Regions from separate parts of the Mus musculus genome. Here region 2 is linked to region 1. A link is a contact called in public Hi-C data. All regions are on one chromosome and are shown on one strand. The core of a region is the stretch at or near the end of the contact, and the rest is flanking DNA. Distances in the headings are between cores, read along the strand shown. Region 1 holds the start of Chm (choroidermia (RAB escort protein 1)). Region 2 holds the start of Dach2 (dachshund family transcription factor 2).

Evidence for each region. A called contact is a pair of places that touch in the nucleus more often than the background predicts.
Region 2: a contact with region 1 is called in a Hi-C map of Sertoli cells, with 5 times the contacts expected there. The contact joins the promoter of Dach2 here to the promoter of Chm in region 1. A contact is called at or near these places in 5 of 39 promoter capture datasets (the C10 cell line, cranial neural crest, maxillary cranial neural crest and 2 more), 8 of 484 Hi-C or Micro-C datasets (Sertoli cells, Th1 cells, Th2 cells and 4 more) and 1 of 9 other capture datasets (adipose tissue).

Annotation. Positions count from the first base shown.
Region 1 is chrX:113,181,840-113,187,614 of GRCm38.p6, forward strand. It overlaps Chm (choroidermia (RAB escort protein 1)), which reads right to left and starts at 3,676. Exons shown (of 15, transcript NM_018818.2): 1 at 3,602-3,676. The coding sequence starts at 3,650.
Region 2 is chrX:113,296,902-113,303,548 of GRCm38.p6, forward strand. It overlaps Dach2 (dachshund family transcription factor 2), which reads left to right and starts at 1,355. Exons shown (of 13, transcript NM_033605.2): 1 at 1,355-2,034. The coding sequence starts at 1,526.

The DNA.
Region 1 (5,775 bases), core at 2,426-4,925:
CGCATATGTGGCAGAGGATGGCCTTGTTGGACATCAGCGGGAGGAGAGGCCATTGGGCCTGAGGGTGTTCAATGTCCCATTGTAGGGCAAAGCCAGGGTAGGAAGACAGGAGTGGGGGGAGGTGGGTGAACACCCTCACAGAGGCAGGGGGAGGGGGATGGGATAGGAGATTTCCAAAGGGGAGACCTGGAAAGGGGAAAACATTTGAAATGTAAATAAAGAAACTATACAAGGAAAAAAAAGAATGGTATTGTACTATTTACATGAACATTCCTAAAAAGGCAGCTATATATAAATTATATATATAATTTATACACACACACACACATACACACACACACACACATATATATATATATATATATACATATATATATATATATATATATATAGTTTTACCTACATACAATTCTAACTCCTTTAGAGAAGCATTAGCTACACAGTTCTTCAATAAGGCTGGGGATGTAACTCAGTACAGGACATCCATAGCATATGCAAAGGCCCAGGTTCAAGGACCACTGGTACAAGACTGAAGGGAGGGAGTGGAAAAAGAGAACAGATCTATCTTCTTTAAGGAAATATCTAAGAAATTAAATAAGCTAGCTTACATAGTATCTTAGAGGTGGAATTTCTGTCCAAAGATAAAGCATCATAGTTAAGAAAGAATAACATGCAGACCAAATTCCTACATGGTGTGCTGAAAGCATAAATAACCAATGACATGAAATTTTCCATGGATTTAAGAAAAAATTTAGAATTTTAACTCTGAGAAAGTCCAAAAAGTTCCTAAGAAAAGACAATATGTTAAATATTACAACTACAACAAGAGTAGGTACTTGATAGCAGTCAAGTATCACAAATATTGATCATGTGTATTTGTGTGTGTTTACACTAATAAATGTCAAACTGTTACGCCACTTCATGTAGTCACTTTCTTATATAGACAGAAACTGTCAGTCAGTTGTACATCTAACAGCACCACCCAAACATATTCTTGATAACCATATATGCCTCCAAATGAGGTGGTTATAGTATATTCTAAGCATGCTAGAATTCTTTCTAAAATAATAATATATTCCAAGAGCTGAAGAATGCCCCTGTAGATGACATATATCAATATTATCATATAACCCACCCTTATAACGTAGATTCCTTGTGCACTTGTAACTTCTTGGCTTTGCTGGAGGTAATACAAGTTACCAGAAAATCACCTTCAGGATCTGTACCCAATGATAACTTTTCCACACCCCACAAAATTGTCACGAAAATTACACTTTAAATGCCAAGCTATTCTGAAATGACAATTATGTACCGAAGCCAAAGATCACATTCTCCGAATTTTATGTCCTTTTCCCTCCCCATTGAGATTCCAATTGGTTTTCCTCTAATCTATTTTCTTTTAATCTTCCCCACACAATTCAAGTACTGTATCTTAATTCTCTTCCTTTAGGTATTGTGATCTAATTTTCCCATAGTATCTTGAAAATATGACCTTAAAGGAAAGCTTTAAACAATGTCATGCAAAAAGTAAATATGTAATAAGGTTGACAAACTTAAAATGTTCTTGGATGATTCTACTTGATGAATGTCTTTTGATGACATTTTAACTAAAAATTGCTAACAGGGAGATACAACTCACAGCCTATGCCTTTACTCTTTCTTATAATGACATCCTTTCATTCTGCTTTTGATAACAGAACTGAAGTTATAAAATACTGCTTTTCCTATAAGTTACCTAAGTACTAATTTAATAAAGCCAATACATTTAAAGTCCATCCTCGATGATGTATTTGAGAAAGAAATCACAATGCTTTAAAAATGAAGTCAATTAAAAGCAATGATTGAAATCATAAGAATGATTCTTATTTTAAAAATGACTTTCAACAAATGTTTCCACTTTTAATGGATCTAAAAGAATTAAAATATTTAATAAAAATAACACACATCACCCAAATAAATATAGACTTCAAGTATAATTTTGAAAAGACTTATTCTAAAATGGATGGCATTTTCAGTTTTAGGCAAGCAGACTGGGGAGAGTGAGGGTTCTACTGAGTCTTTCAAGGTCTCCTTCAACATCTCCTCAATGCAGGTCCAACCAGGTTGGCTGCTGCAATGCAGCTATCTTCAGGCTGGGAGTACACCCCCCATCCCCACTGTTTTGAGAACTATTAGAGGGACATCTAGAATAGGAGAATTTGTGTTCTCAAGAACACCTTAAAGGCTATCAGATTTACCTTCCTTATATTCAAGATTGCGGACATTGAAAGGCTGTGTGTATCTGACTCTCCCATTGCATGATGTCTGGTATTTGTGATAATAGTTCAATTTTTAGTCAAAAAAAAAAAAAAAAACCCGAAATCCATTTCTTGGATTGTACTGGCCTTTGGACATTTACTAGCTGTGTGATTTTAGCAAGTTGAGACTTCCAGGCTGCTTCTCTTCTCTGTACTGAAAAGATTACCAATTTTAGCAAGGTTTTTGTCCGTATTATATTATGTGCTTAGTCCATTGAGTAGGGAATGGAAAGCATTCCAAAATGGGTTGCTATTATTTTTACTCTAAACCTGAAAATGTGGCTGTTCTTACTGTTTGGTAAGAAAGCAAACAGAGTTCATTAACACAATGGACAGGACCCCATTCACCAAAGCTTCTGTGGCCTACCACATTCTAAGACAGTAGACTCCCCGCCCTCCCCAAACTCTCTCTTTTATCCTATGCAAACTACATCCCTTATAGTTAAGAAAGAATTGCTAATTGTTGCCAAGTGTTATTAGGATAACTAGTCAACTAGAAGCTGAAAAGGATTTCTGGCTCCACCCAAAACATGGAGAGCTAATGATGGAAAAGCAAGGAGAAGCTGAGGTCAGACACGGAATGTGAAAAACTGGAGCTTACTCTCAGAACATCTAGTTGTGGTGTATGGATGGGTGACAGGAAACAAGATGCTTCCTGTCTGCATCATAAACTAGGATGCTTTAAACTTCGTAATGCAGGAATAGGGGCTACCTCAAGAAAAAAAATTAAGCTACCCAAGACGACAGAAAAGAATACGTTTCCTTTCCTTTAATAAAAATACACACGGATAACGACTGAGCATCATTCTTATAAAACTGTAAATTAAGCTTCATTTGAGCTGCAAAGTACCCTAGAATCATGTAAGTATATGGGGGCGGGGGTGTCCTAAGAAATGGCGACACGAAACGATAGGGAATATAACCTTGAAATCAACAAGGAGGGAAGGTGGTAATTATTTGTGCCGATGGCGTCTCCATTGATCAAATCCCGACCCTCCATTCTCATGACACTGCAAACCCACCCTCCTCTAAGGAAATTAACAGGAATCACCGCACCAACCAACCTCAGCAATCGGCATCGACCAGATCGACCCCTACTCAAAAGGCGCAAAACACCGCGGGTCCAAGCCCCTCCCTGGAGCTGCCAAGTCCTGCGCTGACTCCACACTACCTCACTTCCTTTCTGTCCTCCCTCCCAGGCTCGACCCCCGCCGTTTCTCGCCAACCCTCACCACTGACAGAGAAAATAAAAAGCGAGAATGATCTCCTATATTTTGTCCAGGAAAAATCAGGGCCACACATACCCGTCCCTATTACGATCACATCAAAGTCCGAAGGGAGATTATCCGCCATCTTGACAGGAAACGTGTCATGTGACTGTAGTTTGTAGATGTGAATTTCTAAGGCACTCCCTAGGTAGAAAGCGGAAGGAAAAACAGTGCATTCTGGGTGTTGTAGTTCTAGAGACGCGGGTGCAGGTAGGCGACAACAGAGTAGTTTTTAAAATGTTATTGCGAATGTTAAAAGTTCTATTTATTTCACAGACTTCAGTGAAACACCTTATTTATCCTAGAGGTTTGATATGGAAAAGAAATGTAAGTATTCGACTCCTCAAGCAAGGATGAATGAGGCAAGTCTGTATACCCCTTTGACAATTACCAAGCAAAAATTGGTCAGAGACGCTCAGTCAGTAATCAATTCAAAAGGGCTCACTTTGAACAAAGGAGTCATTCAGGCCAGGAAAACTGTTACCCTAGAGTGTGTTTGTATTTTTAGAGCCTGAGACCTCTCTTTTCATTTTATACCAGTACTGTCCAATTATTGTATTTGTGCCTTCTCAGTGAAAGAACCAAACCAAAAAAGAAAAGAAAAGAAAAAAAAAAGAAAAAAAGAAAGAAAAAAAAAAGAAAAGAAAAAAATCGTTGCCTAGTTTCCACAGAATGAAATTCCTCATGGAATTCCAAAGAGCCTCCTAGCAATGTAAGTTGCAACATTAACTTTGCTTTAGAGATGGAGGTGAGAGTGGGGGACTGGGAGTGTAAAGAGTATTAAAGAATAGTAGACGGTTAATAAATCTTTTGTTTCAGAATCTGACTTTCTGCCAAATTAAGAAAAACCCAAACAAGTTTCTCCTACGACGTTGCAGAGAAATGATTAAAATAAAATAGACTTAATATAGAAATGGGTATATTTGATAAGGGAGCTTAAGACTGTCTATGCCAAGCAGTTAATATAACTCTTATGAGCATTTTCAAGGTCTGTCAGCTCCCATTCTACCTTATTTAAAAAGTATGTTTGTCTGAAAATAGTAAAGCAAAAAAATAGGCAGAGGGGTACACTGGAGTAAGTAAAGTACTTTTTTTAATCTGAGGAATTATTCCTATAGTTATTTCCAAGAGTTTCAAAATAAATTTGAATGCAAGATGTGGTACTGTGACAATCCTTTAAACCATCTACTATCTGGGATGTCATCTACTTATCGTTCTCCATACACTGTTTTCTTCTCAATCTCTGTGACCTCCACACTCTAGCTTTTCCCTCAGCAAGGAATGATCTCCTCAACTTCTAGGTAATATGCTTAATAACAAGGAAGGGATACATTAAACATTATTAAAGCATTAGCTAATGTATATGTTTCAAAAGAACACATGATTCCACAGAATTATGCACAACTCTATGTATCAGTTAAAAATAATAAAATAAAGGAGAGTATAGAAATGTAGCCCAATAATTAAGATCACAGACTACACCCATATGGCAAGCTTACAACCTCCAATTCCAAGGGATCTACCATCCTCTCCTGGCCTCCCAAGGCACCATATGTACATACTACACAAACACACTGCACATTAGATAAACAAGCTTTTTAGAATAATAAACATAAAAAGAAAAGCAAAAAACTTTGGGGGCAAAGTAAACAAAATTTTAAGAGTTTCTTTTTTTTTTTTTTTTTTTTAGGACAAGGTATCATAAATGTAGGTTAGGGCAGCCTAGAATGCTCAGCTTTCTAAGTCCTGAAATTACAGATTTACAGCTAGCAAAGGCTTTGGGATACTATAAGAAAGGTTTAACTCAACTTCTATTTTATCTTTTACTTCTTCCTAATATTGTACTACTTCTACTTTATCATATCCTGTTACATTGCACTAAAGGTTATGTATGTTGGCTCCTATATAGTACTCATATCCCACACATACACACAAAAATGCACAGATATGTAGTTTTATAAAGTGTAAACTCTAGCCTGTCAGACATCATTATTACCCAGTGCACTTAATCGAGACTTGTTTTCACAGTAAGAATTCAACAAATATTTCCTGAACTAAAATTAATAATGACTTCTTTAACAGATAGTGAGATAAAGACAAACTATATCAATTTACCTTGATATCTACCTGCTACTTTAAAAGTCGTTTTTATTTGCCTGGTATAATTGTCATCTCTGAAGCTTACTGCTCAATAAGATTACCCTTTCTAG
Region 2 (6,647 bases), core at 105-2,604, 110 kb after region 1:
CACACTCACTTGCCCTGCTCAGCATGTTTCTAAAAGTATTTATGCTCTGGAAGAATATCAGAGAAGTTATGTAGCTATGAGGGTGGTAGCTTTTGTAAATAAATGTAACCTGAATTTAATGCACTGTATAACTACCAGCTCCTCTAGAAGATAGTAAAGGAAATACCTTGCAGCTCATTAAAACCTTGACAAAGAATTTAAAACAACTTGGCTAAGGTGACTTAAATATGATATGTTGTATGGAAATGACTATGCTTTTCTTCAGGCAGGTACCCTATTCAGATATTTCCTTCAATGTGTATTATGTACTAAGTGTGGGAGGTTTGGTAGGTAGGGGAAGAAGAATCATGAGGAACCATTTAAGATATAAATAAAGCCTTTGGAATGCCTGGGCCATTCACTGGTTTAGGAGACCTTTGTGAGGGAGAAAAATATACAAGTTCAGAGTGTTAAACCCTATCCTTATAAATTATATACTGTTTTAAACCTTTTGGTAATGTTAGGGCAAGGCTAAGTAAGGTATGGTGCACTTTCGTGCACATGCACACACACACACACAGACACACACACACGCACACGCGCGCACGCGCGCGCGCGCGCGCGCACACACACACAACCCTAGTCTGTTTCAGAGAGTGGCGGAAGTGTTGTAAAACAATCCACCCATCTGTTACAGAGGCTTCCCACCGCGCTTCCTAAACCTCCTTGAGCAGTAACAGGATCTCAACCAGCAACTCTGATATGAATGCAAGAATTCTGGGGAGCGGTCCTGTGGACGCTGGATAAGGAAGATATTACAGCCAGTGATCTAAGTGGGTAAGAGAAAGGCCGAGTTGTTCACTTGTGAACTCTCTGGACTCTTTCTCCAGGATACTGGGAGAAGCCACCTTTTCTTTCCGCTGAGTTTAGGGGAAATGTGCAAGTTGAATTAGAGCTAAGTCACTTTCATGCGAGATGGCTCTGGGTGTGTGGTGAATGAAACACACTTGTGAGTCCCGTTTGTGACCCTTCTAATCCTCCACTTAGGAGAAGACAGGCTGGAAGCATGGTCCCCCTCAGAGACCTGACAATTGGACTCTCTGCTCTGATCTCCAGGCAGTGAGCAAGGCTGCACACCGCCCCCTTCTCCCTTCTTGTGTTCCACCTCCATTCACCGAAAGTCCCACACGGCTTCAGGTAGGCAGAGGCTGGCTAGGGAGTCTCCACCCCTAGCTGGCGGCAGCCATTCTGCGGGCTCGGGCGCTGAGGGGGTGGGGCCCATTGGCTGGGGGGCGCTGCCAGTCTCGGGAGGGGGTGTGGTGAGGGTGGGCTCTTGGGCCGCCGCGGGTCGAGGCTGCTCACAGTGTGTAGGGTGGTGGATGAGCTGGAGCCGGAGCCAGCGCGCTTCAGACTTGAGAACAGTTCAGAGAGTCAGAACGTGCCTGAAAGAGAGAGAGAGAGAGTCAGCGAGTGAGCGCAAGGGGACCTAAAGGAGTCAGGGAGAGAAAGCTAGGGCTCTAAGAGCTAGGCTCAAGACAGAGTGACCATGGCTGTCTCTGCACCTCCGGTGATCTCTGCAACTTCCAGCAGCGCCGGCGTCCCGGGGGGTTTATTCCGGGCTGAACCCCTGTATTCGTCTCCAGGAGAGCCCCCTCGCCTAACCCCTAACATGATCAACAGTTTCATGGCCAATAACCATAACGGCAGTGTCTTGGGTGGCGGGATTGGTGGTGGCAGCGGTGGCAGCAGCAACACCAACACAAACGAGTGCCGGATGGTCGACATGCACGGGGTGAAGGTAGCTTCATTCCTGATGGATGGCCAGGAACTGATCTGCCTGCCGCAAGTCTTTGACCTTTTCCTCAAGCACCTGGTGGGAGGGTTGCACACAGTGTACACTAAGCTGAAGAGACTCGACATATCTCCGGTGGTGTGCACTGTAGAGCAAGTTCGAATCCTCCGTGGGCTGGGGGCCATCCAGCCAGGGGTGAATCGTTGCAAGCTCATCACCAGGAAAGACTTTGAAACTTTGTTCACCGATTGCACCAACGCCAGGTGAGACACTCATTGCTTGCTTGCCTTTCTCTCTTTACCCCTTAGCCCTCTTCTGCATGTCTCATCCAACTTGGTCTGTAGAGGTTGAGTTCTGCTTCTTTGCATTGTAATCGGCGGGGTTGAGAGAACTAGGAGGGCTCATAAATTAATTGCCAGTCCTTTCTAGGCTGCTTTCAGTGGTAGGGCTTCAATTTGAAAAAGTCCCGCACAAACTTCAGTAGCAATCATCCACTGAAACTTTACAGCCGTTCGCCTACATTTTGCATGGCTTTTTGGCTGTTGTGGTAGTTATTTTCTTTATTTGCTTTTCTTTCCTGCTCTTTTGTGGCCATACGGGTCGGATAGTTTTTCTTCTGAACACGGGCATCAAGGGCTTTCTTGGGTATGGGGGCTGGCTGAGCTGTAACCTGGGCTCCTAAGCTGGCAACCGAGAAAAAGGCATTTAGGGGGTGCAAGGGAACGGAAGTCTAGAATCCATCCCAGAGGGTGATTCGATCCCCATCCTGTATGTTTGTTGTGAGAGTGTTTGGGATGTGTGTGCTGTGGTGGTGAAGGTGGTGTGTGTGTGTGTGTGTGTGTGTGTGTGTGTGTGTGTGTGTGTGTATGCTTGTACAAGTGCCTACAAGGACATATGCTCATGCCTGCTGCGCAAAGCTCCCTGGTGCATGGTAAAGTAGATGATGAGTCCTATTTAAAAACAAAAACCAAAAAACAAAACAAACGATGAGGACAGATGCCACTTTCCTGGAATCCTACCTCCTGGGCCACCTGCCGAGGTTAATGTGGGGCACGAAATGCTGAGGCTCAGGCTAGGCTGAGGCTTGGTGTAAAAGTTAGTAGGCTTTGTTGTTGTAGTAGTTGTTTTTTGTTTTTGTTTTTTTGTTTTTTGTTTTTTCTTTTTAGAGGATGAGCCAGCTCCTCCACCTCAGACAAACCAGTTAGTTGAAAGGATCCCATTTCCCCCAAGAGAGGATTGTTTAAATAATAATAGCCACCTTCCCAAGTCATAAGTGTACCTCCTTGATATCACAGTTTAAACGCGCATCAGACTCTGTTCATGTGCACTTAGAAGCAACTTGAGTTTGATGTTTTGAATAAAATTTTAGGAAAGGAAACCGTTGAGAATTATTTGACATTCAAAAATACGAATTAGTAATCTTAGTGTTTCATCTCCAGTCTGGTAATATCTCAGAAAAGGAATCATTTACAGACAAGATTAGTGTACAAATCAGGAAATTGCAATGAAAAAGGAGCAAAGAGCTTTGCTGTAAAGCAGCAGCATGGTTGATCATTTTATAAAGAACTTCTGAGGTCTAGTCTCATAATACAACTTTAAATGATGGCGTTTCTGGGTCTGAGGAATGAACCTGCAACTACAGGGTCATGTCTGTTGTAAAATCTAAATTGCTGTCTTTAGCGGAGATGTATTGACGATAACTAATAGGCAAACTGTTGCTTACTAGTGCAATAAGCAAAATATTGCTATAGAGCTTACAAGAGAACCTTTTCTTGTTCCTTCTGAGCAACTTTTGTGTTCAAGCAACTAAACAGAACCAGTTCAGAGGGAAACTCCTACCGGATTCCCATGTAAAGCTTAAAACCCTGGCTTATAAAGTGGAATTTCTTAAGGTAGATGCAGTAAAACACAAAGGGTAAGAGCCTCTCTCAATGCAAGACAAAATTATGGGTTTAAAAAAATAGAAATATTTTATAGAAAATAGAAAATTTTCACTTTGATTACAAAGAATATTACTAATACATGGACTCAGTGAGTTACCAGAACTTCTAATGGAAGCCATGTGATTCATTTATTGATATCAGATACACTGACTTAAAAATGATTGCAGAGAGAAAAAGCCATATTCATCTTTTCTCTCTCTTTCTCCCTCTCCCTCTCTTTGTTTTTTTTTCCTTCCCTTTTCTTCTTCATCATTCTCCTCCCCCAAACTGTTATTCCTAGTGTGAAAATTTTATACAGGGACCCTTCCCCCCTTTTTTCAATAATTAATATTCTCATTCTTGAGAAATATTTATAAGTTTCACTCTTAGAATAAACAGATTGTTATTTTATTATGAGTTTGATATTTAGTCTAGAAATAAGAACTTTAAAAATTTTTTAATGAGACATGCCAAAGAGATAAATAATAAATTATTTAGTTATATTGAGATAGGTTGTTCTATACTATTTTGGAATCCTGTTTTAATGTGTTTAGGTTCTTGTTTTAGTCTGATTAAGCTTTATTTATTCCTTTTCATTTGTATAGCTAACATTTCTATTTGATTTTTTTGTAAAATTGTGATAGAAAAGTATTAAATATAAAAATATATTTGTGGTACAATTTATAATGTATGTTTTGAATAATTGCCTTGTGAATATTGAAATATATAATTATAAAAATTATGAAACCTATTTTATGATTATAACACATAAAGAAGTGAGGAAAGCCACTAGACAGAAATAAACATAGTACATATATAGTAAAATTTAAATGGAGGAAAAGTACAATTACTTGAAAAATATAATTTGTGATAATATAACATTAGTAAATTCTCTTGCTGCAAACACTCTCATGAATATGTTAATAAAATTGCAAAATATCATTCTTATAAAAATGCTTCATTACTCTAGGTAACATTGTTTATAAAATCTGTGGTTTTAAATGCAATCTGAAGTTAGTGTTTAGGTCAACACTAGTTCTGTCACTCTTTAGTTCAGTAATAAGAGAAGTGAGAGGTATACAAAGGCACTAGGTTCAGGATGAAAGCATAAAGTAGGTGAGACAAACGGTAAGAAAAGTGAAATGCAGTAAAGAGCAGAATTTTGTCATAGGAGAAGAAGATGGAGGGGAAGATCCTATAAACATACCCAAGAAGATAGTGATGTTCTCAATGTAGACTTTCTTAAAGAGGTTTGTTCATAAAGATTCATGACTTACCTCTTTGAGCTAAAGGTGGGGGAGGAGAAAAGTACAAGATAAAGAGTGCACATTCAGTTGAGTGGAAACTCATTTTGATGGATAAAATTTTGTAAGATACTGTTGAAGTCCTATTTTTGTAATGGTACTATTGGCTATTATCTTTTTCTGATTTTCAAATATATTTCTCCTTCTTTGTCAAATGCATGGTGAAAAGTATGTGTCCTGACTAGAGTGTTTTTAATTTTTAATGTTTTCTATGTTATCTCATATAAAATGGATCATTTTCAAATTTCTTATTTTCACAAACCCTAATATATTGCTTGAGATAGCTTTTTGATATAGTTTAGTGCAATTCACACTGAAGAAATGTGATATACATATATGTATACATATATACATATCTATACATTCATACACACACATATATGTATAATCATTTCCTTCATAGTACTGAGTCATGATAAGAACGATAAGAACTCTATTAGTGTCATATGCTTTAATTACTGAAGCATTCAAAGTTGTCTTCTCAGAAAAGAAGTTGTGAAATAATGTACACTTCAACTACTAGAGAGTAGTACAACAAAACTTCTGATCTATTGATTGTTCTATTAGGTAAGTTAATCTTTCATTATTGTAAAGCCATTGCAAAGGGCTGTACAACACTTCTCTTCATGCTGTTTTACTTGAGACTGAATAGTGAAGATATTATTTTGATGATTATTAAGAAAATGGTGATTTTAAAGATTCTCAAACTAAATGGAAAATACCTTCTTTTAGATTTAAAAAAACATTTTTTGTTTCATCATTTTACAGGAAATCTTGGAAATTTTAATGCCAAAGAAAGGCAAATTCAGATAGCATATGTCTAAAGTCTTCATTCTGTGTACTGGATCTTCCTTACTAAATTGCCTCAAGTATACCAGCAGTCATACACTAAGTGAAAAATCATTCTTAGTAAATATGCAAATCAACCAATATATTTTAGTGATATCTCTTTTTAATCTACTTGCCTACATAAAAGTTACATTGTCAGGTTTCAGGATCAGCAGTTTGTTTCATTTCGGAAGCATTTAATTACATGCTATTCAGTCTCAAGTATAGTCAAATAGATGATTGTAGAAATAAGAGTGTATGATTAAGACAACATTGTAATAATTATTTGGAGACATGATTTAACATTATTCAAATATAAGTTTGCTTTTGCAATTAAAATTCACAAAGTTCACTTATATTTTATTTGACAGTATATAAAGTGAACATATAGGTGTTTTGATGTTTGAATAGTTTTATGTGAATTTATTGACACTTATAATATTTAAATTATTCTTAAACATGAGAAAGATGTTTATTATAAGCACTCAATGAATTTAGCTTTGCACTCAAGCTTGATGTATCCTTTAGAGTTCATGATCTGTATAGTAACATAGTTTACTTGAAACTGTTGCTTTGCATTTATAATAAAATTAAGCATCACCAAGTTTTTAAAGAGCTTGTATAACTTTACTATACTGGTACTCTATATTAAAGACACTTTCACAAATAATAAAATGTTATAGAAATAAATCTGGACAATGAATACATATCTTTTATTTCATAGAGTGGCGATGAGGCAGTTATATTGTCTCTTAAAAGCATCCAGATAACCAAAAATTCTCAGTGTTGTATTAGAAGAATGGTGCTAATATAAAAATTATA